Regions from separate parts of the Muntiacus reevesi genome. Here region 2 is linked to region 1. A link is a contact called in public Hi-C data. All regions are on one chromosome and are shown on one strand. The core of a region is the stretch at or near the end of the contact, and the rest is flanking DNA. Distances in the headings are between cores, read along the strand shown.

Evidence for each region. A called contact is a pair of places that touch in the nucleus more often than the background predicts.
Region 2: a contact with region 1 is called in a Hi-C map of muscle, with 6 times the contacts expected there. The contact joins the promoter of FBXO15 here to the promoter of CNDP2 in region 1. A contact is called at or near these places in 2 of 3 Hi-C or Micro-C datasets (blood and muscle).

Annotation. Positions count from the first base shown.
Region 1 is chr4:4,362,157-4,368,475 of mMunRee1.1, reverse strand. CNDP2 (carnosine dipeptidase 2) reads left to right here and starts at 5,016. Exons shown (of 12, transcript XM_065932293.1): 1 at 5,016-5,077. It also overlaps the pseudogene LOC136166240.
Region 2 is chr4:4,580,330-4,586,568 of mMunRee1.1, reverse strand. FBXO15 (F-box protein 15) reads right to left here and starts at 3,521. Exons shown (of 10, transcript XM_065932300.1): 1 at 3,044-3,521. The coding sequence starts at 3,171. It overlaps TIMM21 (translocase of inner mitochondrial membrane 21), which reads left to right and starts at 3,839. Exons shown (of 6, transcript XM_065932302.1): 1 at 3,839-4,427. The coding sequence starts at 4,127.

The DNA of each region.
Region 1 (6,319 bases), core at 3,767-6,266:
CTTAACTTTTATTCAGATTTTCAGGACAAACATTTTCATTAACTCTTGCCAAATTAGGTACTGTAAATGCATATTCTTTTTTTACTTCCTCTTTGACCTTATTAATTTTCACCACACCCGTAACATTTTAGTAAACAGGTAATGTGTTATGGATTCTACTCTAAATCACCTTTATGCTGTATTTTCACCTAATCCTGTCTCATTCTAGCAATAATCTCATTAATAGATATCTAAATTAATTTTTAAAAAACTTAATAGATATGAGTAAAGGATTCATTTCCAATAAATTACTTTAAGTTGCTAAAAATTCTTTACCAAAGCATATATGTTCCTACACATATGTAGAATTTTATCAGTTGTATTTTACTAATAATTGTAATGAGAATTTGTTATTGTTGTTGTTCAGTCACTAAGTCATGTGTGACTCTTTGCGACCCCGTGGACTGCAGCATGCCAGCAGACTTCCCTGTGCTTCACTACATCCTGGAGTTTGCTTAGATTCATGTCCATTGAAGTCGGTGATGCCAACCAACCATCTCATCCTCTGCTGCCCTCTTCTCCTTTTGCCTTCAATCTTTCCCAGCATCAGGTCTTTTCCAGTAAGTCAGCTCTTCGCATTAGGTGGCCACAATATTGGAGCTTCAGCTTCAGCATCAGTCCTTCCAGTGAATATTCAGGGTTGATTTCCTTTAGGATTGACTGGTTTGATCTCCTTGCAGTCCAAGGGACTCTCAAGAGTCTTCTCCAACACCACAGTTCAAAAGCATCAGTTCTTTGGAGCTCAGCCTTCTTAAGGTCCAACTCTCACATCCATACATGACTAATGGAAAAACGATAGCTTTGACTAGACGGACCTTTGTTGACAAAGCATTCTCTTTGCTTTTAAACACACTGCCTAGGGTGGTCATAGATTTTCTTCCAAGGAGCAACTGTGTTAATTTCATGGCTACAATCGCTGTCTGGAGTGATTTAACCCAGAAGAAAAATTTAACACTTAGAACTTTCTAGTTATAGGGAAGTAAATACTAATTTAAATTTTATACATATTCTGTTGCAAAGTATGATAGCATTATCAATAAAAGACGTGGATTTGGAGTCAGACGCAGCCATGGCAAAACTGGAGATGCTGCGAAAACAAATTGAGAAGAAAGGTAAAAAGAGAAGCCAAAATCTAGTAAGACTGAAGAGGCAGCAGAAGAAAAGGAAGAAATGATTTCTCCCAAAACTAAAAAGGTTAAAAAGAAAGCAGAGCCTTCCGAGGTTGATGTGGATTCTCCTAAATCTAAAAAGGCAAAAAAGAAAGAGAAGCCAGCTCAAGATGAGACTATTTCTCCTAAAACCACAAGTTTGAAAAAAATCAAAGTAGCCCTGTGAAAAGACAGTTGTTTCTCCTAAAACTAAAAAAGTTATAAAAAATGGAGAGCCTTCTGAGGAAGAATTGGGTGCACCTAAGCCCAAAAAGATGAAGAAAGAAAAAGAAATAAATGGAGAAATTTGAGAGAAAAGCCCCAACCTCAAGACTGGATCCCCTGACTCTGGACCTAACTACAACTCCAAGGAAACTGCCAGTGAAGAAAACAGTGAGTTGGAGCAGGAATGACTGTGGGGCAAAAAGAAAAAGCTTCTTCTAATTTCCCTATATCTGAAGAAATGATTAAACTTCTCAAAGCCTGTGGGGTGACCTTCCTGTTTCCTATACAAGCAAAGACGTTTCACCATGTCTACGGTGGGAGGGATTTGATTGCACAGGCGCAGACAGGAACTGGAAAGACATTCTCCTGGCTATCCCTTTGGTTGAGAAACTTCTTGGAGACCTGCAACACTGGAAGAGAGGCGTGCCCCTCGGGTACTGTTCTTGCACCCACAAAGGAGTTGGCAAGTCAAGTAAGCAGAGACTTCAGTGACATCACAAAAAAGCTGGCAGTGGCTTGTTTTTATGGTGGAACTCCCTATGGAGGACAAATTGAACACATGAGGAATGGGATCAATATTCTGATTGGGACACCAGGTCATATCAAAGACCACCTGCAGAATGGCAAGCTGGATCTCATCAAACTTAAGCATGTTGTCCTGGATGAAGTTGACCAGATGTTGGATATGGGCTTTGCTGATCAAAGTGGAAGAGATTTTATGTGTAGCATACAAGAAAGATTCAGAAGACAATCCCCAAACATTGTTTTTTTCTGCAACTTGCCCCTACTGGGTGTATAATGTTGCTAAGAAATACATGAAATCTACATATGAACAAGTGGGCCTGATTGGTAAAAAGACACAGAAAACGGCAATAACTGTAGCGCATCTGGCTATCAAGTGCCACTGGACTCAGAGGGCAGCAGTTATTGGAGATGTGATCCGAGTGTACAGTGGTTTTCAAGGGTGCACTATCATATTTTGTGAAACGAAGAAAGAAGCCCAGGAGTTGTCACAGAATGTGACTGTAAGACAGGATGCCCAGTCATTACACGGAGACATTCCATAGAAGCAAAGGGAAATCACCCTGAAAGGTTTTAAAAATGGTGATTTTGGAGTTATGGTTGCAACCAATGTTGCTGCACGTGGGTTAGGCATCCCCGAGGTTGATCTGGTTGTTCAAAGTTCTCCACCAAAGGATGTTGAATCCTACATTCATCATTCTGGGCGAACAGGCAGAGCTGGGACAACTGGGGTTTGCATCTGCTTTTACCAGCACAAAGAAGAATACCAGTTAGTCCAAGTGGAGCAAAAAGCAGGAATTAAATTTAAATGAATAGGTGTTCCTTTTGCAATAGAGATAATAAAAGCTTCTAGCAAAGATGCCATCAGGCTCTTGGACTCTGTACCTCCCACTGCAATCGGTCACGTCAAGCAATCAGCCGAGAAGCTGATTGAGGAGAAGGGACATGTGGAAGCCCTGGCAGCAGCCCTGGCCCACATTTCCGGTACCACATCGGTAGACCAGCGCTCCTTGATCAACTCAGAAGCGGGCTTTGTGACCATGATCTTGTGGTGCTCAATTGAAACGCCAAACATTAGTTATGCTTGGAAAGAACTTAAAAAGCAGCTGGGTGAGGATATTGATTTCAAAGTGAAGGGAATGGTCTTTCTCAAAGGAAAGCAGGGTGTTTGCTTTGATTTCCCTACTGCATCAGTAACAGAAGTACAGGAAGAGTGGCATGATTCATGGCTCTGGTAGCTTTCTGTGGCCACGGAGCAACCAGAGCTAGAAGGTTCATGGGAAGGATATCGCAGCTTCCAAGGACAGCGGGAAGGCAGCCGAGGTGTCAGGGGACAGCAGGAAAGAAGTAGAAGCTCCAGAGGACAGCAATCAGGAGGTGGCAACAAAAGTAACAGATTCCAAAACAAAGGTCAGAAGCGGGGTTTTAATAAAGCTTTTGGACAGTAACATGAAGTAGAGGATTTATTTGGCAAAAACAGAACTATGTTCAGCAATGTGGAACTGAACTTTATTTTTCATACAAAGTTAAAAGCACATTATATTTCCTTCCTGACCACTTGCCCAGTCCGCATCTTTTGTATAGAGAAAAGCTTCATCTAAATTATCTCATCTGATTGATGAATGTCATTTATAACTTTATTGCTATTTCCGTCTTGGGTATTCCTTTGGAAAAGGTGTATGGATTCATTACATATTCTAATGTATTGTTTATAGATTTTAAGATAAAGTCAAGCATGTATCTGCTGATAATTTTTAAGTTGACCTGTCTTTATACTTAGAAATGTCTCTTAATAGCAGGCTTCCCTGGTGGCTCAGATGGTAAAGACTCTCCTGCAATGCAGGATCTCTGGGTCGGGAAGATCCCCTGGAGAAGGAAATGCAACCCACTCCAGTAATCTTGCCTGGAGAATTCCATGAACAGAGGAGCCTGGCAGGCTACAGTCCATGGGGTTGCAAAGAGTCAGGCATGACTGAGCAGCTATCACTCAGGTAGATACGTGTTACAACTTGACAAAATTCTGTGAGAGATGTTGATAGAAACAGGATTTTGAAGGAAAAACAAACCATGTTAAAATTTAGGTAAATTTTCTAATAAAATTTTGTAACATATTTACAGTATGTGGGAAACTACATCTCTTGCAACCACTAAACTTGTTATTACAACAACAATACAGAATGTAGGGGCGGTAAAACTTTTGCCAAATATGGGGGGTAGTACTCTAAGAGAAGGAGAAGAAGGCATCAGAGGATGAGACGGTTGGACGGCATCACCGATGCAGTGGGCGTGAACTTGGGCAAACTCCGGGAGACCGTCAAGAGCAGGGAGGCCTGGCGTGCTCGGTCCATGGGGTCGCAAAGAGTCGGACACGACTGGACGACTGAACAGCACCACCACTCTTAACAGATAATCGTACCCCCAAGGATCCTTGGAGGGCTTAAAAAGATGATAGCAGACGCTCAATAAATAAAAGTGGCTCTACTTCCTTCATTAGTCCCTGTGATTACTGAATTTAAATACTAAAATATTTCCTCACTCAGTCATGGTACTGGCGAAGGACTGGCGAAACAAGTGGCAAAGCGTGAAACCGCTGCACGCTCCGCACGTCCCTTAGGAGCTGGGCCGCGGGAATGAGACTGTCGGCGGGAGGTCTGGGTTTTTTTTTTCCCCTCTCCCAAAGCCTGAGGGTTCGGGGGGGGTGGGAGCCCCAACTTCAGACGCCGCTGCACCAAAGACCACCTCTCAAACCTCATCGTGGAGGCACCAGTGGGTAGAGGAAGGTCACCACCCGGGCAGGTGCTCTGGAGCCCCGCCTCCCCGACTGCAGCCCCGCCCCATCCCTGCCCAGCCTCCCCGGCCTCAGCCCCGCCTCCCCGGCTTCAGCCCCGCCTCCCCGATTTCAGCCCCGCCCCGCCGCAGTCACGTACCGCGTGGTGAAAGGCGGGGCGACGGCAGGGCGGGGCGACGCTATTCCCAGAAAGGCCCAGGATTGATGGACGGCACGGAGGCGGGGGCGGGGCGACGCCGGCTCTTCCGGAAGGGATCCGGGATTGGCGGGCGGGGCGGGCCCGGTGGGGGCGGGTCCGTCCCGGGGGGCGTGGCCGGGGCACGTGGTGCGGAACCGGCGCTGCAGCTGCGGGCGGGTGAGCGGCCTTCTCCCGGCGGAGAGGTCCCTGAGGGCGGCGGGAGCGGGGCGCGATGCCGGGATGTGGGGCCGCGGGCCGCCTCCGGAGAAGCAGGGGAGGCCGGGCGCGGTTGGGGAGCCGCTGATGCCGGCCCGCCCCGAGGGCCGGCGCGTGGCCGTCCCAAATGGCAGGAGAGGGTGTTGGGTCAAAACGCAGCCCGCTCCGCCTGGGGGTCGGGGCTCTGAGACTGCGGGGGGCGCGCCGGCCTGTTGACCCTCCCGCGGCGAGGCCCGCAGAGAACGAAAGCCTGGCTCTCCCCGCGGAGCCCTTGGCGGTGGTCGAAGGTTGGTGCTGCGCCCGCGGGGCAGAGGCCCGGAGTCGGGGGTCTCTAGCCCCCCGCCCGCACTTGAGGCCGGAAGGTTGCTCTGAGGCAGCGTCCGCCTTCCCACCGGTCAGGTGCGGTGATGCTTGGTTCCCGGTCGGCCTACACTGAGTCCTTGAGACCCTGGTCCTCGCGGGCAGGGCCTCCGACCCGCCCCCGCCGCCCTCACAGGATCCTGGTGCTGACGCAGCGATCTGGTGGAGGTTTCTGCATGCCTTTGTCGTCCCTGGTGTTGGCAGGGAGGAGTGGCCGAGGGTCATTTTGTAGACCTGTATGTTTGCGATTGGACAAACTAGAGGGTTCCGCCCCGTTTTAGTGGTTTTTACGCAGACTTAAAGCCAAGATTCTGGTGTGTGTTAAGTCTCTTCCTGTGTCTTGAGTTAATGCGGGACAGGATGGGGCACTCATAACTGAAGGAATCTTTTATAGGTGTCACTGGATGGTCCCGGGTGCTACCCTGTCACTCCTTCCTCTCACACTAGTTCACTGCCGAGGCTGTTTCTCCCTAGAATTTTAGATTCCAAGAGTGCAGTGTGCCTGGCACTCTTCAATTTGGTAATACTTGCTTTTATTCCCTCCAGCTCAGGACTTTTACCCTCCTCAGTGTGGTTCACCAGGACATATAAAAGTGGTCCCACTTAATGGATTTGGTGCTGGCAGTAGTGAAACAGGAAAAACTTGAACTGTGAGTGGGAGGGAGAAATGGACCCGGCCCCACCCCTCTGGGTGAGCAGTTCATAACAGCAGTAGCTTTTCACCCGGCCTGGTGAGGTGGCAGGCCGTGCTGAACAATCTGGTCTCTGTTTACTCTCCTTTGGTTTAAAAAAAAAAAAAGAAGTGCAGCTTTGATAGTTCCATCTTTGACTTTAGCTGGAAGG
Region 2 (6,239 bases), core at 2,272-4,771, 220 kb before region 1:
TGTTGTTCTCATTTCAAAACTGAGAAGCCCAAACAGAGGAAGGTTTGGGAGCACAGTTTTCACAACAAAAAAAAACATCCTTTCGGCTGGAGCCTTTGTTCTCAAAGGCCCCCAAGCATTCTGGGTTCCAGGTCTTCCAAAATCTGGGAACACACCCTGCAGAAAGCTCAAAACTCCTTTGAAGCCTCGTATTTAATATGAAAAATTAATGCAAATATTGCATTCTAATGGGTAACTTATCAGTGTTTGTCTTATTATAAAAATGTATTATACTACCCACCAGTTATTTAACATTTTCCCCAAAGCTATTATGTTAGTTTTCCATGTCAAGAAGGAATCCCCTGCCCACTGGCTCATATCTGTTCGAAGTACAGCCTATTTGTTTCTGTTTTGTTTTTCCGTGATTAAACTAGATCTCCCAAGCCCCTCATTTCCAGAGCAGAAGACTAAGGTTCTAACGAGGTAATTAACAGTGACGTCTGTGTCACCATACATCGTATCGTTATGGACTTTACCGTTGAGAGCACATCTGCATTTCTCCATAAAATAAACTAACTGCACATTCTACAGGGCCACACAGTTCACCACCAGCAAGCCCCACGCGTGGCACAAGGCTCTGTGTGGCTACCCAGTTAAGCAGTGCACATTAAGCTTTATAACTAGGAAGATGACATTTAGTTTAAGACCGATTTTTTTTTTCACGTGACAGACTTTACCTGATTGCTTTGAATTAAGTTCAATATTTTAAAAACCTACTTGCTGGGCCTGATTCTTAATATTTGATAAATCAAAGAAATTAGACCAAGCAGAAACTAAGCCAACTTGACAGCTTTCTGTGATATTCTTACAGTTTAAGATATGTATTTATACAAATTCATATTTTGTGTTAAAAAGATTTAAACATATTAAACATTTTGTGTGATTCTTTATGAAAATCTAATTCTTTCTGCCTCGAGACATTAAAAATAACCACCTACTTAGACTATAACCATTCTTAAGATCTGACTTTTCTTGACCAAAAAGAATTTATATATCACCAAATCACAGACTGCCATGCACACTTCCATGCCAGGCATAATTACAGGCATTCTAACTACATCATTTCAACAAGAAGTTCACTCAACTTACAAAGTAATAGAAGATTCATCATGTAACAATCATCCTGCTTCCCACTAACAGAGCCTTATATATAAAGACTAATTTTAGTAACAGTGGCAAATTGATTTAAAGTTCAATCTTCCTACTTTAAATTCCTGTCTTTCTCTCCTACATAATAGAAATTTTGCAGGCATTGTCACCATTGTGTCACGAGGCTTGTGATATGCAGCCCGTTAACAGCTATTCTCAAGAACCAACTATCACCGTAACACCTAGGGAGGGGGGCCCTGCTTCTGAAACTAGGGTAAAAGGGGTAATGGATCCCGGCAGGATGGACACAGGACAGTCCAGGAGAGTCAGAGGAAAAAAAATATACCTTAAGTAGTTGAGCTGGTAAGTAGTAGTCGTGTAGTGTTAGTCACTGCTTAGTAACAGAATCCTTTTCTGTGCTTATACACAGACATCTGGCTTATTACAAGGCATAATATGGCAGACTTTCTATATCCGTAAATTGAGATCTACAAGCAAAAAGAGAGTCTCCAAGAATGCAAACGGTCCTTAGCACTATTCCTCCACCCTGCAATCTAACTGGGAAGACCGGTGCAGAGCTAGGAACAGCTCATGATGAAAGAAAGAGATGTAATAAGACATGAAGAGAGCACCAGGGATACTTCCTCCGACACTTGGGCCACTCACTCTGTGAAGCGAGCCACTGTCCTTGGAGTTAAGTTGAAGTTCCTTCTGGAAAGCAGTTGCCACCTCCTGCGCCCTGCCCCTTCCCCACCTCACTCCTCCAATCTCCTTCTGTGACTGCAGAAGAGGACCACCCTTCAGGCCCAGGGTACCCCGAGAGAACTGGAGCGAAGACAAGCCCCCTGTCACCAGAACAACAACAACAACACACACACACACACACACACACACACACACATCCCTCCTCTGCGAAGACAAGCCCCCTGTCACCAGAACAACAACACACACACACACACACACACACATCCCTCCTCCGCGAAGACAAGCCCCCTGTCACCAGAACAACAATACGCGCACGCACACACACACACACACACACACACACACACATCCCTCCTCCGCGAAGACAAGCCCCCTGTCACCAGAACAACAACACGCGCACACACACACACACATCCCTCTTCCGCGAAGACAAGCCCCCTGTCACCAGAACAACACACACACACACACACACACACACACACACACACACACACACACACCCCACCACCCCCCCCCCTCCTCCGCTTGGACAGGAAGACTGCAGAAAAGAATCAGGGAGCGAGCATGTAGGGATGTCTATTAACAAAAGGCATCCCCCCGGGGTCTGCTTAGAAACACAAATCTTGCCTCGATGGCGAAGGTGCAGCTCCCAGACTAGCCTGCCTAACAGCGTTACCTGATTAGGGGCTGAGTCCTCCGTTCGTGAACTGGGGGCAGGAGAGAAAATTGATTATGTTTTGTTAAGTATTATCGACTTTTCTAAAGTCATAAAAAAGACAAAAGGTGACCCCCGGCCCCAGAATTAGGAAACAACTTCGGGAACACGCTTTGGAGGGGGGCAGTGCCGGCGACCCGGCGCGGGAGAGCGTAGATTAGCACCTGCCCCCACAGGTGGGCGCGTCCACGCGGCGGCTCTCTGCGAGGGCTGCTCTGGGTCTAGGGGCTCTCACGCCGTACCCCCAGGGCCCACTAACTGAATGAACCGAGGAGACACAATATTCCACGGAAGCTCCTCGACTTGTACCGTGACTTGGGGTAACCCCACGCTCCCAAGTTTTAGACACTTCCTCTCTTCGTCCTTCCAGACCTTTCCCGCGAACAGGTCGGAATCAAAGAAAATAAAGAGAAAGGGAGGCGGGGGAGTGAGGGGCTACTCCCGTCGGGGCTCCCGGGCACCCTCCCCCACCGCACCCCACCCCCGGAGAGTCACCTGAACCCTGCGCGCCCCGCGGCAGCCCCGGGGCTCCCGAAAGCTGAGCCAAAGCAGCCAAGCGGCTGGGGCCGCGCCAAGAGGCACTGCCATTGCCGCTGCAGGAGCCGGCCGCGTCCGGTCGCCATGGATACCCAGCGCCGACGCTCCTCCTCTGGAACCCCTCGTCGCTGGCGCGTGCGCAGAGGCGCTGTAGGGGGCGGGGCCGAGTACAACTCCGCCTGTCAGCCGGCTTCGCGGGCACGGCGTCAGCGTCGACGCCGACGCCAAGGACGCCTGGCGGCGGCTAGACGGTAGCCCACACTCTGTGGCCCGGGCGGGCTCTGAAGCGGCTTCGCCCTCCCCACCTGCTAGCTCTGGGGTAGTCTGCGCTGCTTCCTGCCCGAGTTGTTTAAAAGAACACCAGACGAAAAGGCTACATCGTCTGCCCAGAGGCAACAGCAGGGCCACAGTCAGACCGAGAATTCCCCAGTTGGCACGGCCCCTTCTAGAGAGACACCGGGACGGGCGGTTTGTAATCGCGAACTTGATTTTTAAAAGTTCCTGAAGTTCGCAGTGCCAGGGACTCCCATCCCGCCCGCCACCAACAAAGCCCCGCCTTCCTGTCAGGCCGAGTCGGGCGGTGCCCGCGCAGGGGCGTGTGGGAAGCCCCGAGGCGTCGGCGCGCGCCCCCGGCCGCCTTGCACTGTGGGAGATGTAGTCCTTGAGCGTCCCGCACCGCGGCAGTTCCGGCAGGAGTGCCGCCCTCGAACTACCACTCCCAGGAGTACTAGCGGCCTTCCAGGTCCCTTTGCAAGGGGCCTGGCGAGGATCGGGTGAATGTCAGCGGAGAAAGGAATCCAGGTACTTTCAGTCCAGTGAAAGGAGGGCCGAAGGGAAGGGCAAGTGGGCGTCAGCTCCTTTCCGGAGACGTTCTGTCTTGATTGACGCAGCTGGAGCTAACGTTTTTGCCGAACACGCCCGTGCAGCGTCACCGGTGTGGACGCGACGCTCAATCCCGCGCCCGGCCGGGTGTGTGGCCGGTCGCGAAGGTCTGCTCTTCATAGCTGGCGTCTTCCCTGAGCGGGGCGGCCTTCCAGGAACATGATCTGCACTCTCCTGCGAGCTGTGCGGTGCACGGAGAGGCTGCACGGGTGCCCCGGGAAGCCTTGGTTTCTGCCACACTCCGTGCCTCACAGAGCTTGCTCGCAGACGGAGCCCAGGTGGAGATGGGGGCTGCAAGAGCAGAAGGCGACGGCGCGACCTAGGTGTATTTGGGGAGTCACCCAGAGGTCCATCTGGACGCAAGGACGGAGCCCCCAGAGCGCGAAGGAGGACGGTAGCAAGCAAGTGTCTGTGCACAGGAGTCAGGGCGGGGAAACCGTCCTCTCGACGTCACAAAAAGGTAAAGGGGATTCCGTGTAGCGATCAGTCTCTCAGCAAACGTGACGGGAGCTGCCAACGCCCTTTATATGAGTTCAGAGCCGAGAATAAACAGTTCACGCAAATTAAAAGGTAGAACTGTTCAACACAGTTCAGAAGCAGAGAAGATAGGCCTGCAATTTTCTTCCCAAGATTTGAAAACTGACCTTTGAAGGCTGATTTTGATACAACTTTGCTGAATAATGTCTGTAAGATTTTTCTCAACTTTTATTTTTTGGTGTGGAGAGAGCTTAACAGACAAGTAGATTTCCCAGGTGTTACTTCATCTCATTTGAATCTCACCGTTTACTTTTTCAGACAGGACTCAGTAGTATGTATAAGGCTTATTTCCCCAGTTTCACACAACTAAAAATTGAATGTGAGTATTTCTAATTTCAGTTTCCTAATAGCCAAGCCATTACCTCTTAGGACAACCACACCTGTCTTTAGTCTCCAGGAATTGGACTATCTCTCACATTTGGCCCTTAGATGCAGTGCTGTTTTTTATTTACTGTTTTGATCAGTGGGAGACAGTTTTAGAGGCTTCCATTGGACTTTACTCATTATGGTATGGTGGGCAGTGCACCTCAAAGAACCTAGTTTAGGGACTATTGTTGCTGATGACTGAGTATAGCCGTTCCAGTTATACTTTGAAAATCAGGGAAATGACCATCTGGTAAGTCCAGCTGGGTAGCTGTGACCCTCTTACATGCCAGGCTCTTATATTACATAGCCACCACAGGTACTTAACAGAGGGACCACAGAGACTCTTTAGTTATTGATGTCAGCTCAGACTCTGTCCAGTGGACCTTGAAGTGTCCCCTTTTCCAGCATAGGGTCACCAAGTTAATGGCCAAGGGCCCTGGTGAAGGACCAGGGGAATCTATACTTGCTCAAGTGCCTCCTGATGGAATTGGCCTTCCTTCAGTAAATGAATGCCAGGAGTGAAGAGCGGTTCAGGTCCAGAAACCGAGCTGTTCATTGCTGTGACTGTTCCCACCTGGCTTCAGTGCTGGGCCATCCCCAGGACTGTCAGAGCACCGCCTTCTATAACCTTGTGAGCAGTGTTTTCCAGGCCCTCCCTCAGGACAGCCGGCCTTGGTGTGTGACACCCCCTCCACCACACCCACAGCTCACCGTGGCAGTGCTGTCATTTTTGCTTCACTTAACGTGGCCCATGCTCACTCCGTCTTTCCCAGCGTGAGCCGAGCTGTGCATCAGCTCCCAGGCTACTTGTCAGACTTCACTGTTTGATCAGAGAGTGCTGATAGGCCAGCTCCCACTCGTCCTGGTCTATATTTGCACCCCTTCCCATCTCCCTTGGGATATAGCTGGCTCTGCTGGTGGGGCCTCCAGCCGCTTCAGGGTTGGGGGGCCCGTTTCCTCCTTCCTTCCAGTTATGTTGTACCCTGGCCAGAGCATGTGTCTTGCAAGGTGGAAGCCCCCACCAGGTCTTCGAGCAGGAGGAAGAGCTAGCCTTTAACTGGGAGGCGTGAGCTGCCACTTCATGTGGGAGGGTTCAAAGGAACTGGAGCAAAGGATTTCCTCATCTTAGACACTAAGGAGGCATTAAGATCAAGTACCTAAAGTACCGACTCCTCAGCCCTGCTCCCAGAGTTGGCTTTTGTTCTTTCCAAATAACTCTTCAGGTGATTCTGATGTGCAGATTTGACAGCAGCTGCTGCAGAACACGCACTGACCCCTCCCGTGTCCCAAACCCACGTCTCACCTGCTGGAGATCCTGAAGCCAAGAGCATCCGGCTCCTGTCCATCACACATGTAACCAGGGGTGTTT